2 separate regions of the Mus musculus genome follow, and region 1 is linked to region 2. The links are chromatin contacts, called in public HiChIP or PLAC-seq maps. All regions are on one chromosome and are shown on one strand. Each heading gives the region's core, a stretch centred on a gene start, on an enhancer-like site or on the middle of the called end of the contact. The rest is flanking DNA. Distances are from core to core; before and after follow the strand shown.

Region 1 (4,897 bases), core at 1,186-3,685, 190 kb after region 2:
GGAGAGAGAAGAGAGAGAGAGTGAGAGCTTGGAATGGTGTGAGCATTTGAAACCTCAAGCCCCACCCCCAGTGGCACATCTCTTTCAACAAAGCCACACCTTCTAGTCCTTCCCAAACAGTTCCACCAAGCATTCAAACATATGAGCTTCTGGAGATCATTCTTATTCAAACAACCACATCATGCAAAAGAGGAAGGGGAGAACCAGCTCTCCAAAACTACTCTCCACGCTTCACAGGTATGCTGTGTGTGGCACATATTCCTACACAATCACCACTGTCACTGTCGTCGTCAGCAGCAGCATCACTATCACCATCATCATCATAACCATATCTTATCATTTTAATTGTGGACTGCCTTCCTGCCATAACAATAAGCCCAGAGCCCTAACACTCTATCCTAAGAGAACGGATACCTTAATTTCCAAGTGTTACTTTAATAAGTAGCATTTCTTAGAATACAAAAAATACCTACCATTCTACTTGTAGATATCAGAGCTAAAAATCTCTACCCAAGCAAACTCCAAATCCCCACAGTGCCAAGGCTTGTGAATAGGCCTTCTGTGGTGAAAGATGAATGTTTGTTCTTTCTTCTTACCCTTCTCTCTTTACCTCAAAACATATGATTCAGTAGGCCCTTCCAAGGCCCTATTGTCCTAAGGAAAGAGACATCCTCCTCCTCCTCCTCTTCCTCCTCCTCCCCTTCCTCCTCCTCTTCCTCCTTCTTCCATAATCACTGAGTTCCTCTTACATGGAGAAGATTATCAAAATGCTAAAATACATGAAACTCGGGTCCCTTGAGTTTGTGGTACTGGCCAAGGGTTATAATGCACAGTGATGCTCTGAACAAATAATTTATGCCCACGACATAATGGGCCTTACACAAACATTACTGTGGGGGTGTGCTGAGTCACTTCAGTGAGAGAAGTGATTGTCCCATGTTTTTAAGACCTAGCACTTTAGCTGGGTGGTAGTGGTGCATGTCTTTGATCCAGTACTCCAGAGTCAGAGGCAGGCAGAACTCTGTGTAGTCTACAGAGTGGGTTCCAGGACAACCAGAGCTACACAGAGAAACCCTGTCTCAAAAAACCAAACCAAACAAACAAAAAAGACCCAGTACTTATGGTGTTTTTGTCTAATCTGTCTCCCCGTGACATTTGTCCCTTTTGACCTTTGACCCTACAGCCTTCAGTATGCCAGAGATAAATGTGGACTATAATGCCAGTTCAGAGAGTTTACGCTGCGAGGCTCCTCGGTGGTTCCCCCAGCCCACAGTGGCCTGGGCATCTCAAGTCGACCAAGGAGCCAATTTCTCAGAAGTCTCCAACACCAGCTTTGAGTTGAACTCTGAGAATGTGACCATGAAGGTCGTATCTGTGCTCTACAATGTCACAATCAACAACACATACTCCTGTATGATTGAAAACGACATTGCCAAAGCCACCGGGGACATCAAAGTGACAGGTGGGTCTCCTGGGGTTTCCCGTGCTGCTGGAGATGAAACCCAGGGTCTGGGGGGTACAAGTCAAGCTCTCTATTCCCAAACATCTGCGCGCCTCTCCGTGTTCTCACATGTATCTCTAGAAAGAAAATAGTATGTCAATCAAAATTGAATTTATTTAATACATACCAGGGTACAAAAAATCTCTACGCTTCCAGAGCCTCTAGAGTAGTGGTTCTCAACCAATGGGTCACAACCCCTTTGCAGTAGTCAAACAATTCTTTCCAGGGGTTACATATCAGATACCCTGTATATCAGATCTTATACTATGATTCAAAACAGGAAAAGTTATAATTACAAAGTAGAACAAAATAATTGTATGGTTGGGAGTCACCACAACATGAGGAATTGTATTTTAGGGCTGCAGCATTAGGAGTGTTAACGAACCACTGTGCCAGAGATTTTGATCATAATTCTAGTTGGCACTGATTTTTGTAATCGAAGCCTAACACTGCATAATATTTATAGCATATTGACTAAAAAGTGGTGACTGAGCCTGGCATTGTGATGCACATCTTTAATCCCAGCCCTCGGAAGGCAGGTAGATCTCTGTAAATTTAAGGCTAGCCTGATCTACAGAGTGAGTTCCAGGCTAGCCAGAGCTACCCAGTGAGACCCTATCTAACTTCCTCCCTCCCAAAAGGCATTGACTGACTTAATCTGACATTACTTGGGGGTTTTTTGGGTTTTTTGGGGGGGGCTTTAGGATTCAGAGGCTTTTTCTTCCTAACTCGGGGGACTACTTTAGTGTAGAGTAGAGATGTAATGATTATTTGACAACTGTGACATATTTAACTGATACACTACATCCTAAATTCTTCCAAAATCACTAGATCCCAACTTGCCCTTGAGAAGGTTTTGAGTCTGAAGATCAAAGATCTACCCTCTGACTCAGTCTTACTCAGCATCATGGGACTGGAGGCTGATCTCACCAGTGTTGACTAAGACTGACCACTGGTCAGGAAAATCTGAAAACCTTAGACTGAAGTGGCCTCTTAGCAGCCTGTTTTAGTCCCTGTCACCTGCCTGCAGTGCTTTAGTGCATGCCAAACCTAGGAGGAAGGCAGTTCTAAGATGAACCAGACTCAGCTATGACTTCCGGGGCATGGCCTCTTATGCTTCATTGAACCCTCTCTTCAGAGTGAAGTTTGCTAAGAAAGAGTTGCTGTCTGTATCAAGTGTAGAACAATGCAAATGTGTGTGTGTGTGTGTGTGTGTACATACACATACACATATACATACTGTACATTTTTAATTCCTGACAGAGGATGGCTGAGCTTAACTGAATAAATGATACTCATAACATCTTATGTTTTTATTAAAATTATATTTATGAAAGTTAATCTGTGGAATGGCAGAAAATACTTGCAAATTACCTATCTAATAAGGTGTTAGTACTCATGATATATAAAGAAATCTTATAACTTAACAAAAAAATTAAATGGCTGAATTTTAAGGATTTTGGTTTTCGGGGCTTGATAGTCAGACCCAGGGCCCTGTGCATGCTGGGCAAGCAGTCTGCCACAGATAGGGTCATGTATCCAGCCATAACAGTTGGATTCCTGCTGCCTTTCTCCATTTTCCATATGTGTACTTTTTCATTTTGGTGTGTATACAGCGGACATGTGCATGTTTTTCATGTGTTTGTACACATGCACGTGTGTATGCACTCATATGAACATCAGAAATCATTCTCCATTGCTCTTCCCTTTGTTCACTGCAGCAGGCCTCTCAATCAAACCCAGAGCTGGTCTCACCAGCCGGCCTGCTCTGGGGATCCATCTCCAGTTTCCACTCCTTGAGGCTGGAGTGATAGGTGTGCTGTCATGCCCACACCACATTGATGCAGGTATCTGGGGATCTGAATGCCACTCCTCACGCTTGCACGGCAATCAGCTGTAACCATGGATCCATTTCTCCAACACTGAATTTGGAAATGAGCATATGAGAAGGGGCGATTTTCTAATTATGATATTTAAATGACCAAAAGGTCCGTCAAAATGTGCTTCACAGCATGAATCATGAGTATAAAGCTAAGTAAAAACAACAAGAAGCTGTCACCTCAGACTCCAGGCCCATTGAGATGCTCACCAACCAGAACTCACACACGCAGAAATGAGCAAGGGTTGGTGAGGAGGTAGAGAAACTGGAGCACTCATGCACTGTAAGTAGGACAGACTCTGAAGTAATCAACAGAAAATAGCATGCTCTAACACCAGACTAGCCACATGATCTGATGACTATACTTTTAGGTATATCCAAAAAATAAAAGTCTTAGATAAATATTTGAATGCTTATGGTGGTAGTAATACTATTTATAATAGTCAAGAAAATAGAAGCCTGAAGTGTCCATTGATGACATAGATGACAAATGGACACCACGGGTTAGATATAGTAAATGCACACTGTAGAGAGAATATCTTATGTCTGTGTGGATGTGGCACCTGTCAATAATAAATCTGATGGCCTATGGCTTAGGCAGGAAATAGGAGGTGGGACATCCGGGAGGAGAGAGAATTCTGGGATAGAATGAGTGAGGCAGGAGAGCCACCCAGGAAGATGTGAGGAGACAGACACATGGTACCTGAGCACAGATAAACAGCCATGTGGCAAAATGTAGATTAAAATAATAGATTCTCTTAAGTTATAATTCTAGGTAGAGAAGAGCCTAGCTATATAGCCAAGGTATTTGTAAATATATATTGAGTCAGTGTCTTATTTTTGGGAAATTGGGACTGGTGGGTAGAGCCAGACCCAACTTTTACAGCACACAGCAGGGTACTAATCATCCTAGATTCTTGTTCAACAGGCACAGATTTTGTGCCAAGTATGGTCATAGTACTTTAAAAACCCACGAGATACTTAGATAAACGGTACAGCTATCATTAAAAAGTTAATCCCAGTATTAAAATGGGACCTCTAAGATAGAGTTAATTGTGACTAGAGTGGACCAAGAGGGACAGAGAGTTCGGGTTAGGTTATAAAGATGGAGAAAATGAAAGACTAAGAAGCCTTGAAATCAGGAGCCTGTGGCAGTGGTCCCAGAGAGGAATTGTGAGCATATGAAAAGGGAAAAAGAAAAATAAATTAAGTTGCTTGAATAAAAACAAGCAAACCAAGCCACCCATGGATCTTGATATAGCAAATGTGACCATCAAGAAAAATAACAGTCAGAATGGGTTTGATGTTCGTACCCAGCATGTCGAGGAACCTGGTACCTATACCAACAAAGCAGGGACACAGAAGCAACATGAGGGTGAAGATGATGATGCTTTAGAGACGTTGCTCTTCAAAGGCCCACAGAGGATGCAGGCAGAGATGCCTACCGCTTGACACATTACCCATCACGTGGAGGCCTGGGAGGCTGCAGCCCTACTCCATACATTTCATTCTATGAG
Region 2 (5,001 bases), core at 2,092-4,591:
GGGTATTTCCCCAAAATTATTGTAATGTTCTGGTTTCAAACAGTGTGGGGACAAAAAGTCCACAAGAATGGAAAACTTAATAAAGTTGGTTTCTCTTTGTTTGTTTGTTTCCTTTTCCTAGTGGTGGATGTGATGTCCTAACTCTTGTGTTCCATGGAAATGTGTATTCAGCATAGGAAGGAACCAATATACCAGCATGGAAGGAAGGAGGAAGGAAGGAAGGAAGGAAGGAAGGAAGGAAGGAAGGAAGGAAGGAAGGAAGGAAGACATGAGCAGACGTGAACACTGCTCAAGATTGACACATGCTACCAGACACGACTCACCAAGCTTAAAGATAGAATTATCAGCCAGTAGGAAATGAAGTGAACTGTCTGCAGCTCAATGGCATGTTAACCAGGAAGTAGGACAGAGCTCTGAGAGTTTCTCTCTCATTTTTCCGCCAAGTTTCCAGTGTCACACCCCCGCCCCCCCCATACTGACTATCTTGTTTCTATGTGTTTGGGGTAAATGAAGGCTTTTCAAATATCTGGCTATTGTATCAACGCTGTTTTCTGAATTTAAACTGATTCTCTGTATCTACTCTCCTACTGGAGATCCCTGCAGGCAGCTTGAGGAGTGGTAACCGCAGTTTCTGTACAGCAGAGTCCCATCTGCTAATGGAACAGTAGGAAACTCATTGCAGATGTAAGGGCAGAACTGGGGACTTCAAGCTGGTTAGGGCTTAAAGTCCCCAGGGCTGACTAAATTTAAAAACTGGGACTGCTGGGGAATGCTCTGAATAGCACATGTAGAGAAATGGCTGGGGAGATGGCTCAGTGGAGAAAGGACTTGTCTGTACAAGCCTAGTGATCAGCCTTTGCATCCTCAGCATCCATTTAAATGTTGAGTGGGTGTGGTGGGCCTGCTGTAATCCTAGGCTCAGGAGGTGGAAATGGGATGGGAGCCTGGCTAACTAGACTAGACAAATTGGCACACTCTGGGCTCAGTTCATTGAGTGACCTGGCCTTAGTAAATAAAGTTGAGAAAGACCAAGGAAAATGCTTCTTGCCGGACTCTGCTACATACCCAAGAGAATATGTGCCCACACACATACTCCCACATACATGTGAACATTCATACACATATGCCATACATAAACAAGAAAAGACAGACCAAAGGATACAGATCCAGGAGTTGGTTTTCTATGAGAAACACAGGGAGAAATGACCGCTAACCTAGGCAACTGCTTTCGATAAAGGGTTAATTGCTTTCAGAGAATTCTAAGTTTGAGGCCAGGTCAGGCTACACATGAGACTCCTTCTAAAATACAAAACAAAACCAAGCAAACAAATAAGCAAATAAACAAAAAAACCCCCAAGGATCTCAACATCGGGATAACAAAGGCTGGGAGATACAGAGCCCTAAATATATTTCTAGCGATATCACAAACCAGGGGGCTGGAGATGTAGCTCACTTGGTAGAGTGATTGCCATGCCTTCAGCCATGCGTTTGACTCCCCAAATCACATAAAACTAAGCATGGTAGTGTGTAAATGTAATCCCAGCACTCAGGAAGCAGAGGCAGAACAAAGTGCAAGGTCAACTTTGGCTACACAGAGAGCTCAAGGCCAGTCTATACCACAGGACCATGGGTCTCAAATCAGGGTTGGGGCAGTTAAGTTTATGGAAGCATTTCTAGTCTTTGATTCAACTGCATCATCATCAATCATCATCGTCGTCGTCACCATCACCATCATCATCCTCATCCTCATGGATGATGCCAGGAATTCTTCATTTTCTCTGTTAACAAGACCTTTTTATCTCTATGTCACATTCAGACATGGAGTTTGTCTTGTTTTTACATCTCCACATTCCCTACTCTAAGTTACCCATAGATTAGAATCTGGGATGGAACCTGGTCACATAACGAACCCTACAGTGCTTCATTAGAAACATACAACTGCCAATGATAGCACCACCCATCTTAAACCTTTCTGGAGGCCTCTGAGGAGAAGTTAGTTTTCAGGCTTAGGTGACAAGTACCACCAACCACAGGCAGCACTCTACTCTTAGTAGCTGCCAAAGGTGGAATGGGCACCTTGGTTTTCTGACCACTGACAGTCATAAGCTCTAACATCTGGGATGGAGGAATTACCCATGAGACTGTCCATAAATGAACAACAATACAAAGAACCAAGACTTACATTTAATAATTGGCAGTAATGGTTTCATGAACGTCTTATACCACACTACCAACTGTCAAGAGTAACCACTTGAGGCCACACAGTCCCAGCTTTAAATATTAAGCTCTAGCCGGGAGTGGTGGCACACGCCTTTAATCCCAGCACTTGGGAGGCAGAGGCAGGCAGACTTCTGAGTTCGAGGCCAGCCTGGTCTACAAAGTGAGTTCCAGGACAGCCAGGGCTATACAGAGAAACCCTGTCTCAGAAACAAAAACAAAAACAAACAAACAAAAAAGTTGAGCTCTGCTGCCAACTTTTTGTATGAACACAATCTTAATATCTTAATATATCTGTGCCTCAGTTTCCTCCTGGGAATCACTAGACATAGTTGATCCTACTTCCTAGGGTTATAAGGACCAATGAACAGTTAAAACCTATATAGCTCAAAGACACAGCCTGGGACAAGTATCAATATACTGATATTATTAGGAGAGATTTGTGTCAACAACACACACCTAAATCTTACTCTGCATCATAAACACACACACACACACACACACACACACACACACACACACACACACACACAAACTCTACATGTTACTCTAAATGCTCTCTAACCCAGTCAAAGCTGCCCTTCCACTCATGATGGGGGCCAAGAAAAAGGAACAACGGTGAAGAGTCTTTACATTCCATCTCTTTTAGAAAACCTCTAATTATAGAAATGAACACAGTCATCCCGGAGCCCCTTATTACTACTCTGTGAAACATGGGAGAGCCTTAGCAGCACAATACTTCAAGTAAACTCATGCTAGGTCTAACTTACCCAGAGAGAGGAAATGGCCCCTCCTGAGAGCTCACGAGGTACTCTGCCGCTGGTGCCTTGATTAGAATGCTCTAATGGGCAGCAAATTCCTTGCAGATCTCCAGAGGCCCCTCGATCTTTCCTACCCCTGAGCCTCTGCAAGCCCTTCCTGCCTGCAAGACCTACCTCCCCACACGCTCTATGTGGTGATGCTCAATTGCCACAGCCTATCTACCTTCAGCCTTCCTTGCTAAACTGGCAGCCTTACGAGAACCAGGAGGGCTGTTTCCTTCACTGTGCCCTTAGAGCCTAGCAAAGTGAATGACACATAGCGGGCCCTCCAACAATATTTGGGACATGAAAATAGACAGCCCAGCTATTGATAGCTGAGGACTCTACCACTTCAAGCTGTTTAGCTTAGAACAGACCGAATAACTTCTCAGATCCTCAGCCGAAATAACTTCCTTTTATGTTCTTGAAATGACTAAAAGATAGAGCAATGAGAAAAGCAGCTGGCAGAATGCCCAGAACAAAGTTAACGTTAATAGTTAATAGGCGTTTTAAAAAGCAGTCGAGCCAAGCGCACCCAAGCCTTTCATTTCCCTAATTTTGTCCCTTTCTCATTTAATAAAAATAGATGTTACAGTCATAATTGTCAGTATCAAGACCCCAGAACACAGGAGAGACGGGATGAAAGGGCAGAGGATACTGTGCTGCAGCTCTCAGAGTCTGACATGTATTAGTACTGAGTCATAAATATTCATTAGACAACTTGTAGAGGCCAGGAGAAGTATATAGCAAAAACGCTCAGCTGGGAGCTTGCCTTCATGCCTGCTCCTCTGTACAGAGTTTAACTCTGCACAAAACCAACAATTGTAGAACTAAATTGAAGTAAAAGATGTATTTTAAAGCTAAGCTAAACCTGCGCACCAATTACTCATTCAAGAAACTGATTCAAAGATACCGGAGTCACCGGTCACATTTGAAAATTTCACGTTTGTTTGCCTTCACTGATAATCGTTTGTATTTGTTTAGAATTAAGTATATATACCTAGCAGTTAACTTTGGCTCTCACCTATGCTTCTTACAACCTGGTTGTTTCCACTTCAGAAACGAGAAGACTTGGGATTGCCATTGAAACAATGGAGGGACTAGACTTAGTAGGAAGTCAGACTATCTGACTAGCTTGGACTCATCTCTCTGATGTTTTGAGTCTGGCTTGGGAGGCTAAGATTCCCCGTCACTAGTTTTTTTGGTTTGTTTATTTGTTGTTTGTTTTTTGGGTTGTTTGTTTGTTTTATTTTTTGGTTTTTTTCGAGACAGGGTTTCTGGCTGTCCTGGGACTCACTCTGTAGACCTGGCTGGCCTCGAATTCAGAAATTCGCCTGCCTCTGCCTCCCAAGTGCTGGGATAAAAGGCGTGCGCCACCACTCCCGGCTTGGTCCCTAGTTAAGCTATAAACCAGAGGAATCCGGAGGAGAGGGAGAGGGCCTGCTGGGTCACGTGACGTCAGGCTTGCAGGTCTCAGACTCTCAGCACGGGTGGGAGGGCACGCCCGTCTCCGCTCATTTAGGCATGCAGGTGCCAGCAAGTTTCCTCACTGAGAGAAACAGCAGATCCAAGAGGCTACTAAATAACAGAACAAGCTTACAGGAAAAGGGCCAGAACATACTAAGAGGCACCGGTGTCAGGGCTAGAGGATGTGTTCGCCTTGGTAGTCGCCCTTGCTCCACTGCGGTGCACATTCTCCTATGGACTGGCAGCCTTCTTGTCTCTCCTCTGAGGTGGAAAGGTGGGCTTGGGAAAGCAGACAAACGACCATTACATTACAGAAAATTCCAGCAGCCAAGATAACCCAAACATCGTCAACAATCCCCCTTCCTCTGACCTCACCTAAAACATGTTTGAAAGGGTACTCTTATATGTAATGACAAAATTATAATTTATAAAGCCTTATGTATATTTTAAAGATGCGTTGTTAACGGAAGATAATGAGGCCTATTCCCTAAATACCAAGCATTTACCCTCCTGCCTC

Evidence for each region. HiChIP or PLAC-seq counts read pairs in DNA pulled down with a chosen protein or histone mark.
Region 1: a contact with region 2 is called in an H3K4me3 HiChIP or PLAC-seq map of bone marrow-derived macrophages, with 4 times the contacts expected there. The contact joins two enhancer-like sites. A contact is called at or near these places in 1 of 484 Hi-C or Micro-C datasets (nephron progenitors), 1 of 115 datasets of contacts at active chromatin or transcription factors (bone marrow-derived macrophages) and 1 of 9 other capture datasets (embryonic stem cells).

Annotation. Positions count from the first base shown.
Region 1 is chr3:100,886,981-100,891,877 of GRCm38.p6, forward strand. Vtcn1 (V-set domain containing T cell activation inhibitor 1) reads left to right here. Exons shown (of 6, transcript NM_178594.3): 4 at 1,184-1,462. Among named protein-coding and RNA genes, the nearest start is that of Gm40108, 20 kb to the right of the region's middle. Within about 2 kb of position 2,436, at least 38 of the 459 cell types and tissues checked have an H3K27ac peak or open chromatin away from gene starts, as enhancers often do. A contact at or near this core is called in bone marrow-derived macrophages, where this site is marked.
Region 2 is chr3:100,699,945-100,704,945 of GRCm38.p6, forward strand. Gm43464 (predicted gene 43464) reads left to right here. Exons shown (of 4, transcript NR_168313.1): 4 at 122-1,038. Among named protein-coding and RNA genes, the nearest start is that of Gm43464, 10 kb to the left of the region's middle. Within about 2 kb of position 3,342, at least 62 of the 459 cell types and tissues checked have an H3K27ac peak or open chromatin away from gene starts, as enhancers often do. A contact at or near this core is called in bone marrow-derived macrophages, where this site is marked.